3 separate regions of the Mus musculus genome follow, and all the other regions are linked to region 1. A link is a contact called in public ChIA-PET and Micro-C data. All regions are on one chromosome and are shown on one strand. Each heading gives the region's core, a stretch centred on a gene start, on an enhancer-like site or on the middle of the called end of the contact. The rest is flanking DNA. Distances are from core to core; before and after follow the strand shown. Region 1 holds the start of Specc1l (sperm antigen with calponin homology and coiled-coil domains 1-like). Region 2 overlaps Specc1l (sperm antigen with calponin homology and coiled-coil domains 1-like). Region 3 overlaps Specc1l (sperm antigen with calponin homology and coiled-coil domains 1-like).

Region 1 (2,700 bases), core at 101-2,600:
TCCATTCCTGACATATTGAAAGAGGACCAACCGAACGGTGCCTTTAATGCCTATGCAACAACGCTGGTGCCTCATTCCAAACCTTTAGATAGAACTGTTGTTGCCTGTAGTCCACAGCTGATTTCACCTCAAGATTTAGCTTCCTGAATGACAAGAAGCCTTCCTGGGCTCCGCGATTTGTTTTTTGTTTTGTTTTTGTTTGTAGTTTGAGACAAGGCCTTACTCTGCAGCCCAGTTGGAGCTCATCCAGCCTTGGCCTCGGGATTACAGGTGTAGGCCAAACTTTACGATTCTCTGTCATGACAGTCAAAGGGTGCCCCCTCACCCCGCCGCACTTTAGGACTGATCTTCAAGAGAGTGAAAACAAAAACAAAAACAAAACAAAAAACAAACAACAAAAAAACCCAAAACAAAACAAAACAAAAAATCAAGGATGCCTGCATTTGAATGATCACAGAAATTTTTGTTTGGTTTTAGGCGGCTAAGCCCACCAGAAACCGATTTCTTTTCTAGTGTTCTCTGGGGTATCGCCACCATCTATCTATCTCTCTCTCTCTCTATCTCTCTCTCTCTCTCTCTCACACACACACACACACACACACACACACACACACACACACAAGCCTCTAATGAAAATGCACACACACACACACACGCCTCTAATGAAAATGCAGCATTTCTTCAACAACACACAGAAACATCCACATCCAATCTGACATAATTAGCCAAGTCTCAAGAATAAAGAACACTGCCAGCTTCCAACAGCCAGGTCCTAACACTGCAGGGCGCAGCCTTCGGGGGACCTCCGCTCCTGCTCCCCACCCTCAATGCACCAGATGGGGAGGCAACCTGTCCCAGCCCAGGGCAAGGAACTAGGATGAATGCCCGGTCTCTCCCGACACCACAGGGAACACAAGCACCAGGGTCGCACCCAGCCTCTCCGCAGGGATGAGACCCCCAGCCAGCTGGGTACCACGCCAGCCTGGGTTCCCGGGGGATCTGCGGGGCAAGCTGTGAGGTCCGCCCGGGCAGGAGACGGCGCAGGCGCGGGATGGCTGGGGATGGGGGGGGTGACGAGGGGGGACAGCGCAGGCGCGGGGCCGCCAGGGTCTGCGGGGCCGCCCGGGCCTGGCCGCGCGGGCGGCGCTGAGGAGACGAACGTGCCCGCGGCACAAGCGGAGAAGACCCTGCCCCGGCTCTTACCGCGCGGCACCGCCTCGCTCACTCGCTGGCTCCGGGCTGGGGCCGGGCGGCGAGCTCGCCCGGTGGCGCGGCCCGGTCCGTTGAGTCCGGCCTCAGGGCAACAGCCAACCCCACGGCGCCGCTCCCTCGGCCCGCCCTGTCTCCCTTGCGGCTCCCGCCCTCCGCCCGCCCCTTATCCACCGGTGCCGCCCCCTTCTACTCCCCGCGCATGTGCCGTGATCGGCGCCTCCCTGGGCTGCTACTGCGCAGGCGCCAGCTGTCACACCTCCTCTTCGCGCTGAGTTCTGGACCGCGCACGCGCTGTGCTAGTCGGCGGTGCAACTAGATAACTGCAGTCTTTTGTGCTGGAAGTGCTCCTAGTCTCTCGTTTTTCCTCCAAGGCAAATAGGTCCGCTCTGGTTGAAATGTATGTTTACAGTGTGCTGAACCCGACAGTTGAGAAAAATGCACATGCCAGGCACCCATTATGTTCCCAGCACATGAGCAACACCGGTCCCTACTCCACCCATTAAAGGGAACAAGATCACTAGCATTATAAAGTTAAAGAGTTCTATAAGCTTATGTAATTCCTGTGTAGTTTTTATTTTACTTTTTAAATTTGTAAATGGCTCTATTACTATAATAAAAGCACCATGACCAAAAGCAACCTGGGGAGGAAAGGGTTTATTTGGCTTACAACTCCCAGGTCACACACCATCACTGAGAGAAGTCAGGGCAGGAACTCAAAGGAACCTGAAGGCAGGAACTGAAGCAGAGAAGCTTTGGAGAAACACAGATTGTTGGTTTGCTCCTCATGCCTTGCTCAGCCTGCTTTCTTATATCATCCAGGATCCCCTAGGGGGTCACACCACATCCTGGTGAGCCTGGCCTCTCCCACATCAATCATTAACCAAGAAAATGCCCTATAGATTTGTATATAGGCAATCTAACAAAGACATTTTCTCAACTGAAGTTCCTCTTCCCAGATAATGGTAACTTAGATCAAACTGACAAGACCTAGCCGGAACATTATTCTTTGATGTTTTCTTTTTAAGAATTTAATCTCTGATTCACTGGGCATAGTGGAACATGCTTTTAATATCAGCACTCAGGAGGCAAAGATGGATCATCTCTGTGAGTACCAGGCCAACGTGGTCTATATAGCCAATTCCAGGCCAGCCATTGCCACATGGTGAGACCCTGTCTCAAATAAATTAGCAAATAGATAAATAAATAAATAAATAAATAAATTTAAAGATTTTGTATATGGATATTTATGTATATGAGTACACCGTTGTTGTCTTCAGACACACCAGAAGAGGATGTCAGATCTCATTATACATGGTTGTGAACCACCATGTGTACACAGGTTGCTGGGAGCTGAACTCAGGAGCTCTGGAAGAAGCCAGTGCTCCTAACCATCTCTCCAGCCCCCCCCTAAATAAATAAATAAATATCTCTGAATGCATTTCTAAGAAAATTTACATGCCTCAAAATTCAAAAATCACCATTTCAACA
Region 2 (2,700 bases), core at 45-2,544, 71 kb before region 1:
CTGGAGTGGACCCTTGAGAGGACACTGGATGTTTGCAAAGACTAAAAGTCTAACCCAACAGACAGTGGGCAATGCTCTGGCATTGGTTTGCCTTGCTTTCTTTGCTGACCTCTGCTTGCTAAGAAATGTACCCAAACTACTTCTAGAGGTGTTCCCGCTGCTTCCTGCTGCGTCAGCATTCTCATGCCAATCATGAGATCGAGCCCTCCTGCTGATCTGAGTGAACTGGACTGCTGACAATGAAGATTGGAATTGCCCCAAGGAACTACTTCTCAACAGGTCCATGTCCCTCTCTTCCTACTATCTATCTTACTCCCCTACCTTTGATTGGTGGGCTATAATGTCCCTCTCTTCCTACTATCCATCTTACTCCCCTACCTTTGATGGGTGGGCTATAAAGGAGGTTGAAGTGTTTAAGAAGCCTTATTAAAGTAGGTCTTGAAAAATCTAGAAGTCGCCTGTGAAATCACAATATAACTGAGGCACTTTGTTATCTTTGAGGGGGTTTTACTCCCTCAATAAATCAGAGCATCTAGGACCTTCCAACACTAATGCTCCAGAGTTAGCCACTCTACAGTGTTTTTAATGCATGGCAGGGCACGATTTAAAGTAGACAAAAGTATTTGTTAGCTAAAAGGTGAATTCACAGGGGCTTGTTTTGTAATGGATGGTTAATAAGATTACAGTCATCAGCACAGTAATTTGAGGATGCCACTTAAAAGAGTTAATGACAGAAGATATGGAATCTCTCTCCATTGATTAGACAGTTCCCTTGACATAAAGCATCCATGGTCCATTTAGGGGTCTGTGAGAACAGTGCATACTAAGTGTCACGTCAGCTTCTTCTCCACTCAACAATCAAGTGTCACAACGTGCCCTCTCTCAACAGAGATTTGTGAGGCAGCAGAGACCAAAGGCCTGAACCCACTGCTGATGCCTAAGGAGACACGTCACACATGCACACAGCCAGCCTGGACAGGGATTCTGGCACTTCTTACATGGTGTCTGACACATTAAGAACTCTAACAGATCAGTCTTTTAGTTTAAAAAGATTATGGGTAGGGCTGGATAGATGGCTCTGCAGTCAATAGCACGTACTGTTCTTACAGAGGACTTGAAATCAGTCTCCAGCATCCGCATTGGTTGGGACACCAGGACTGCATGATGGCGTCACTAGTGTCACTGAAGGAGAAACTCACAGAGGTTAAACTTGGAGAGCTGCTAAACTGGATAGTGATGCGGAATTTCAGCCCCAGTGGCATTATGGGAACCTCTCAGAGAGGTTACAGCCAGTATCACAAGTACATCAAAGTCCAGAAAGGCAGCGCTGTGGGTTTAACATGGTGTTGGCAGCCTGTGTGGTTTTCAGCTTCCGCTTTCTTATGAGGAACTCAAACATGATTAGTAAAGTAAGAAGCACTGAAAAGGGTCAGTGTGGAGGCACAGCTGAGCACAGCTGAGCATAGTTGGTACCCAGCCCCGACCCAGGAAGAATTCAGCTGTGGCTAAATCTCTAAATCCTGACTGAGAACCAACCTGCAATAAATGGTGACTGACTCAAAAAGAGTGGATGGTAAGATACAATCAAACTAAGGGCTGAATGAAATACAAACAACAAAATACAAAGAATCAGGGAAACAAAGAGGTGGTTCTTAGAGAAAAAAAAAAAAAAGACTGACAAATAAATACTTAGCCAAACTAAATAAGAGACAAAAGATCCAAATTAATAAAATCAGAGATGAAAGGGGGCACATTACAACAGACACTAAGGAAATTCAGAGACTCCTAAGGATAAACTTTAACAATCTCTACCGAACTGGAAAGCCTAAAAGAAATAGATGAATATGATATATACAATCTACCAAATTTAATCAAGATCAAATAAGCAATTCAAACAGACCTATAACCCCTAGTGAAACAAAAACAATAATTAAAAGACTTCCAACCAAACAATGACAAAAAAACCAAAACGAAACAAAAAACAAAACCCAGAAAAGTCAGACAGATTCAGCACAGAATTCAACATGACCTTTAAAAAAGAATTAATGGCAATACTTGTAAAATTGCTCCACAAACTAGAAACTGAAGAACACTTACTAATCCTTCATACAAGGCAACAGTTACCCTGATCCCAAAACCACACAAAAAACCCCACCAATAACAAGAACAACAACAACAGATCAACCTCCTTTATGAACATAGATGCAAAAATTCTTAATATAATACTTGCAATCTGGATTTAAGAACACATCAAATGCAATTTCCTCCATAATCAAGTAATGAACCATGTAAATACATTGAAAGACAAAACCCACATGATCATTTCATGGGGTGAGAAAAAGCCTTTGACAAAAGCTAATGTCCTTCCATGATAACAGTTCTGGCAAGATTTTTACAAGGACACAAAGGATACACCTCAAGATAATAAAGACACTCTACACTAAGACCATGGCCCATCAACCTAGACAGAGAGAAACTCAAGCATTTCCACTTAAATCAGGACCAAGACAAGGATGTGCATTAGTGACCAAGACAAGGATGCCCGTTAGTACATGAAGTCATAATAGAATTGAATGGCGCTTCCACTCCACTCCAATGGAAGGCGACCAAAGGAGACAAATGGAAGGAAGTAGCATAAGCACCTTTATTTGCAGATGATATGATTTTATCCATAAATAACTCTAAAAACTTCACCAGGTT
Region 3 (2,700 bases), core at 162-2,661, 90 kb before region 1:
GGCCAAACAAAACGGCACCTGTGGTTTTCTTGGCAACTGGTTGGTATAAACTTAAACTGTTTGTGACTCAGAAAAACCCAACTCAACACCACTGTGTGAAGCTTGTAGATGGGGGAGGAGGGCCAGGCCTCACATTTCCTGAACACGTAACTGATAGCAGCTGTCCCAGGCTTCAGGAAAGTAGATATATAAATGTCAGTCCACTCTGATGGTGAACCACTAAGCCTTTAGGAGACACCTGAAGAGTCTGAGTTGTCTATTCACTACAAAGAAGCAGGTACTAACAAATCCAATCTATCATCATTTGTGCCACAACAGCAAGATGAGTATGGCCTCCTCAAGTGGCTCTGTTTTCTGCAGGCCTAAAATAAGGCTTTATGAGCTTATCATAGAAACATTAAAGAAAAGAAAGACACAAAGGGAATGGCCAGGGAAAGGGGAACGAATCTGGAAGGAGCTGTATGTATGTGTGTTGGGGTGGTGGTGGTGGTATTATGATCAAAACACATTGTATGGAAGTCTCAAAGAACTAAATAGAAGGTAAAGGGGATTTGACTGACAACCTGAGGAGACAGTGATGACCTCAGGTCCGCACCTAAACTCGAGCTTACACGTGAGCCAGCACCAGGACCGGGAACTGTACCTGCTAGATGACGAGAGAGGAGGGGTGCTGGATGCAGTTGCTCTGAGGATCATTTACCCATTCCACGGACCCTCACCTGAGGCCAGGCCCTGGAGTAAAATAGAAGCCCACATGTGGACCTGACATAGTCTAGGGCCAACAGAAGGTTGCCCAGTGAAGTGTGGTTGGGTGGACTCCAAAGAGCCAATGGGAGCTGGCAGGCTGGGGCTGTGTTAGGGGGCTGCTGACTGTAGAGGCCTGTGGCAGCAGAGAAAAGGGAGTCAGGTTATGGATGTATGTGGGAGCTGAAGTAAATCCACGTGGAAACAGGTTAAATACATAAAAGGGAAGTGCATGGAGTGCCAAGGGTAGCCCTTAGCTTCTCTTGGCAGAACCAAACACCCGTAGTGACCTTCACAGAAGCAGAATTAACTGGGCACAGGGTTTGCACATACAAGGAGGTACATTCTGAGTGTGTTAACTTTAAGGTACTTTGTAAATAGACAGAGGGGGCCTCAAGGCATGGGTGCAGGGGTCATGAGAGAGAATTCAGTGAAAGAGTAAGACCATCGGTGTCCCCAGTGGAATCACCCAGGAGACACTGTGGGGCAGTAAGGGGAAAGGAGACCCTGGAGCTCTCCAAAGCAGTGGACATGCTGACAAAAAGCATTAATGGGGGCATGAAGAGGACCAAAGAACTGAAGAGGAACTTGTACGCAGAGGAAGAGAGTGCTGAAGAGATAAGGGTTGTGGTGCAGCTTGGTGGTAGGAACTTTCCTATCATTGCATGAGGGCCTGGGTGTAATCCCCAGCACCACGTAAATGAATGGAAATACACACAGGCAGAGGGCAAGCAACGCAGTAGTACTGCTCAGAAGCCAAGGGGACAGAAAACCTCTGCACTTATACAGTGTGAGCAGCCACTTGCGAGGCAAGCACAGCACAAAGGCCACTAACCTGCAACAGTGCAACCCTGCCAAGCACTTTCCCACAAAGATCTCCAGTGACATTCCTAGTTTAGAAAGTAGCTTCTGGTGTGTAAGACGAATCCTAACCTTCCAGGGCTGCCCCAGCGATGTGTCTACACTGCAGATGAGGAAGGACTACAGGCTGAGGATGTTACTCCCCAGCCCTACACGACAGCCGATCCATGTGTGTGGACATAGGTCTGAAGGCAACTTGCAAGAGCTGGCTCTCTCTTACCGTGTGAATCCCAAGGATCAGAATTAGATCATCACGCTGGGCAGCAAATACTCCTACCTACTGAACCATCTCACCATCCCCCAAAATAGTGCTCACAGGCAACACTGCCAAACGCTCGGCAGGTTCCTATCACCTACATCAGGCAGCCCACAAGTCCCTTCGCACCTCTGCCTTCCTCCCGCAGTCACAAGCACTTACCCACACACATACACACAATTAAAATTAAGATAAATCTTGGGGTTGGTTCAGCTTTTAAGCGCATGTGCTGTTCTTCCGAAGGACCCAAGTTTGGTTCCCAGCACCTACATCAGGCCTCTTACAACTGCCTGTGATTCTAGCACATTCAATGCCTCTGGCCTCCATGACAGCTGCACTCAACTGTACGTATGCCACACACACACACACACACACACATAATAATAATAAAAAAGATAAATCTTAAAAAAAAAGAAATATCTTAAAGGAACAACAACGAAAGAGAGCAACAGAGGCTGGGCAGGGTGGCAATGGTGCAATCCAGTATTCTAAGGCTGAGGCAGGGAGATGCTGAGTGTGAGGCCAGCCTGGGCAACAGAGTGAGCACCTGCCTCTTAAGCCAACAAACCAAGAGGGAGCTGAGAAATGTACTAGTCGTTATAGCTCCAGTTTTAGTTCTGAATTCAGACTTTGCACTTAGTTTTCCCATCGGTTTTGGGCTTTTCAACTTGGCAGACCAGTTAGTTCTGTGTCTGGAGTAGGACACAGAAACAAGTTTGTGATGTGTCTGTACATAGGAATTCGAGAAAGGTCCAATGAGAGCTCACCTGTGGTGACACAGGAAGCCAAGGCAGGAGGAACCAGGAAAGGCCAGCCTGGGCTACTTAATGAAACTATAT

Evidence for each region. Hi-C and Micro-C count contacts between places; a contact is called where the count stands out from the background. ChIA-PET counts read pairs in DNA pulled down with a chosen protein or histone mark.
Region 2: a contact with region 1 is called in an RNA polymerase II ChIA-PET map of effector CD8 T cells, with 140 read pairs. The contact joins the enhancer-like site here to the promoter of Specc1l in region 1. A contact is called at or near these places in 3 of 39 promoter capture datasets (the C10 cell line, embryonic stem cells and liver), 4 of 484 Hi-C or Micro-C datasets (CD8 T cells, Th1 cells, macrophages and 1 more), 3 of 115 datasets of contacts at active chromatin or transcription factors (CD8 T cells, effector CD8 T cells and embryonic stem cells) and 3 of 9 other capture datasets (adipose tissue, liver and pancreatic islet).
Region 3: a contact with region 1 is called in a Micro-C map of the G1E-ER4 cell line. The contact joins the enhancer-like site here to the promoter of Specc1l in region 1. A contact is called at or near these places in 11 of 39 promoter capture datasets (the C10 cell line, cranial neural crest, frontonasal cranial neural crest and 7 more), 7 of 484 Hi-C or Micro-C datasets (CD8 T cells, the G1E-ER4 cell line, Th1 cells and 2 more), 3 of 115 datasets of contacts at active chromatin or transcription factors (CD8 T cells, bone marrow-derived macrophages and embryonic stem cells) and 2 of 9 other capture datasets (adipose tissue and embryonic stem cells).

The regions. Positions count from the first base shown.
Region 1 is chr10:75,210,723-75,213,422 of GRCm38.p6, reverse strand. It overlaps Specc1l (sperm antigen with calponin homology and coiled-coil domains 1-like), which reads right to left and starts at 1,350. Exons shown (of 16, transcript NM_153406.3): 1 at 1,204-1,350.
Region 2 is chr10:75,281,500-75,284,199 of GRCm38.p6, reverse strand. The region is part of intron 13 of Specc1l (sperm antigen with calponin homology and coiled-coil domains 1-like); the gene reads right to left. It also overlaps the pseudogene Gm46234. Among named protein-coding and RNA genes, the nearest start is that of Adora2a, 34 kb to the left of the region's middle. Within about 2 kb of position 1,294, at least 76 of the 459 cell types and tissues checked have an H3K27ac peak or open chromatin away from gene starts, as enhancers often do. A contact at or near this core is called in CD8 T cells, Th1 cells, effector CD8 T cells and 1 more, where this site is marked.
Region 3 is chr10:75,300,857-75,303,556 of GRCm38.p6, reverse strand. All of the region lies in intron 13 of Specc1l (sperm antigen with calponin homology and coiled-coil domains 1-like), which reads right to left. Among named protein-coding and RNA genes, the nearest start is that of Adora2a, 15 kb to the left of the region's middle. Within about 2 kb of position 1,411, at least 85 of the 459 cell types and tissues checked have an H3K27ac peak or open chromatin away from gene starts, as enhancers often do. A contact at or near this core is called in CD8 T cells, the G1E-ER4 cell line, Th1 cells and 1 more, where this site is marked.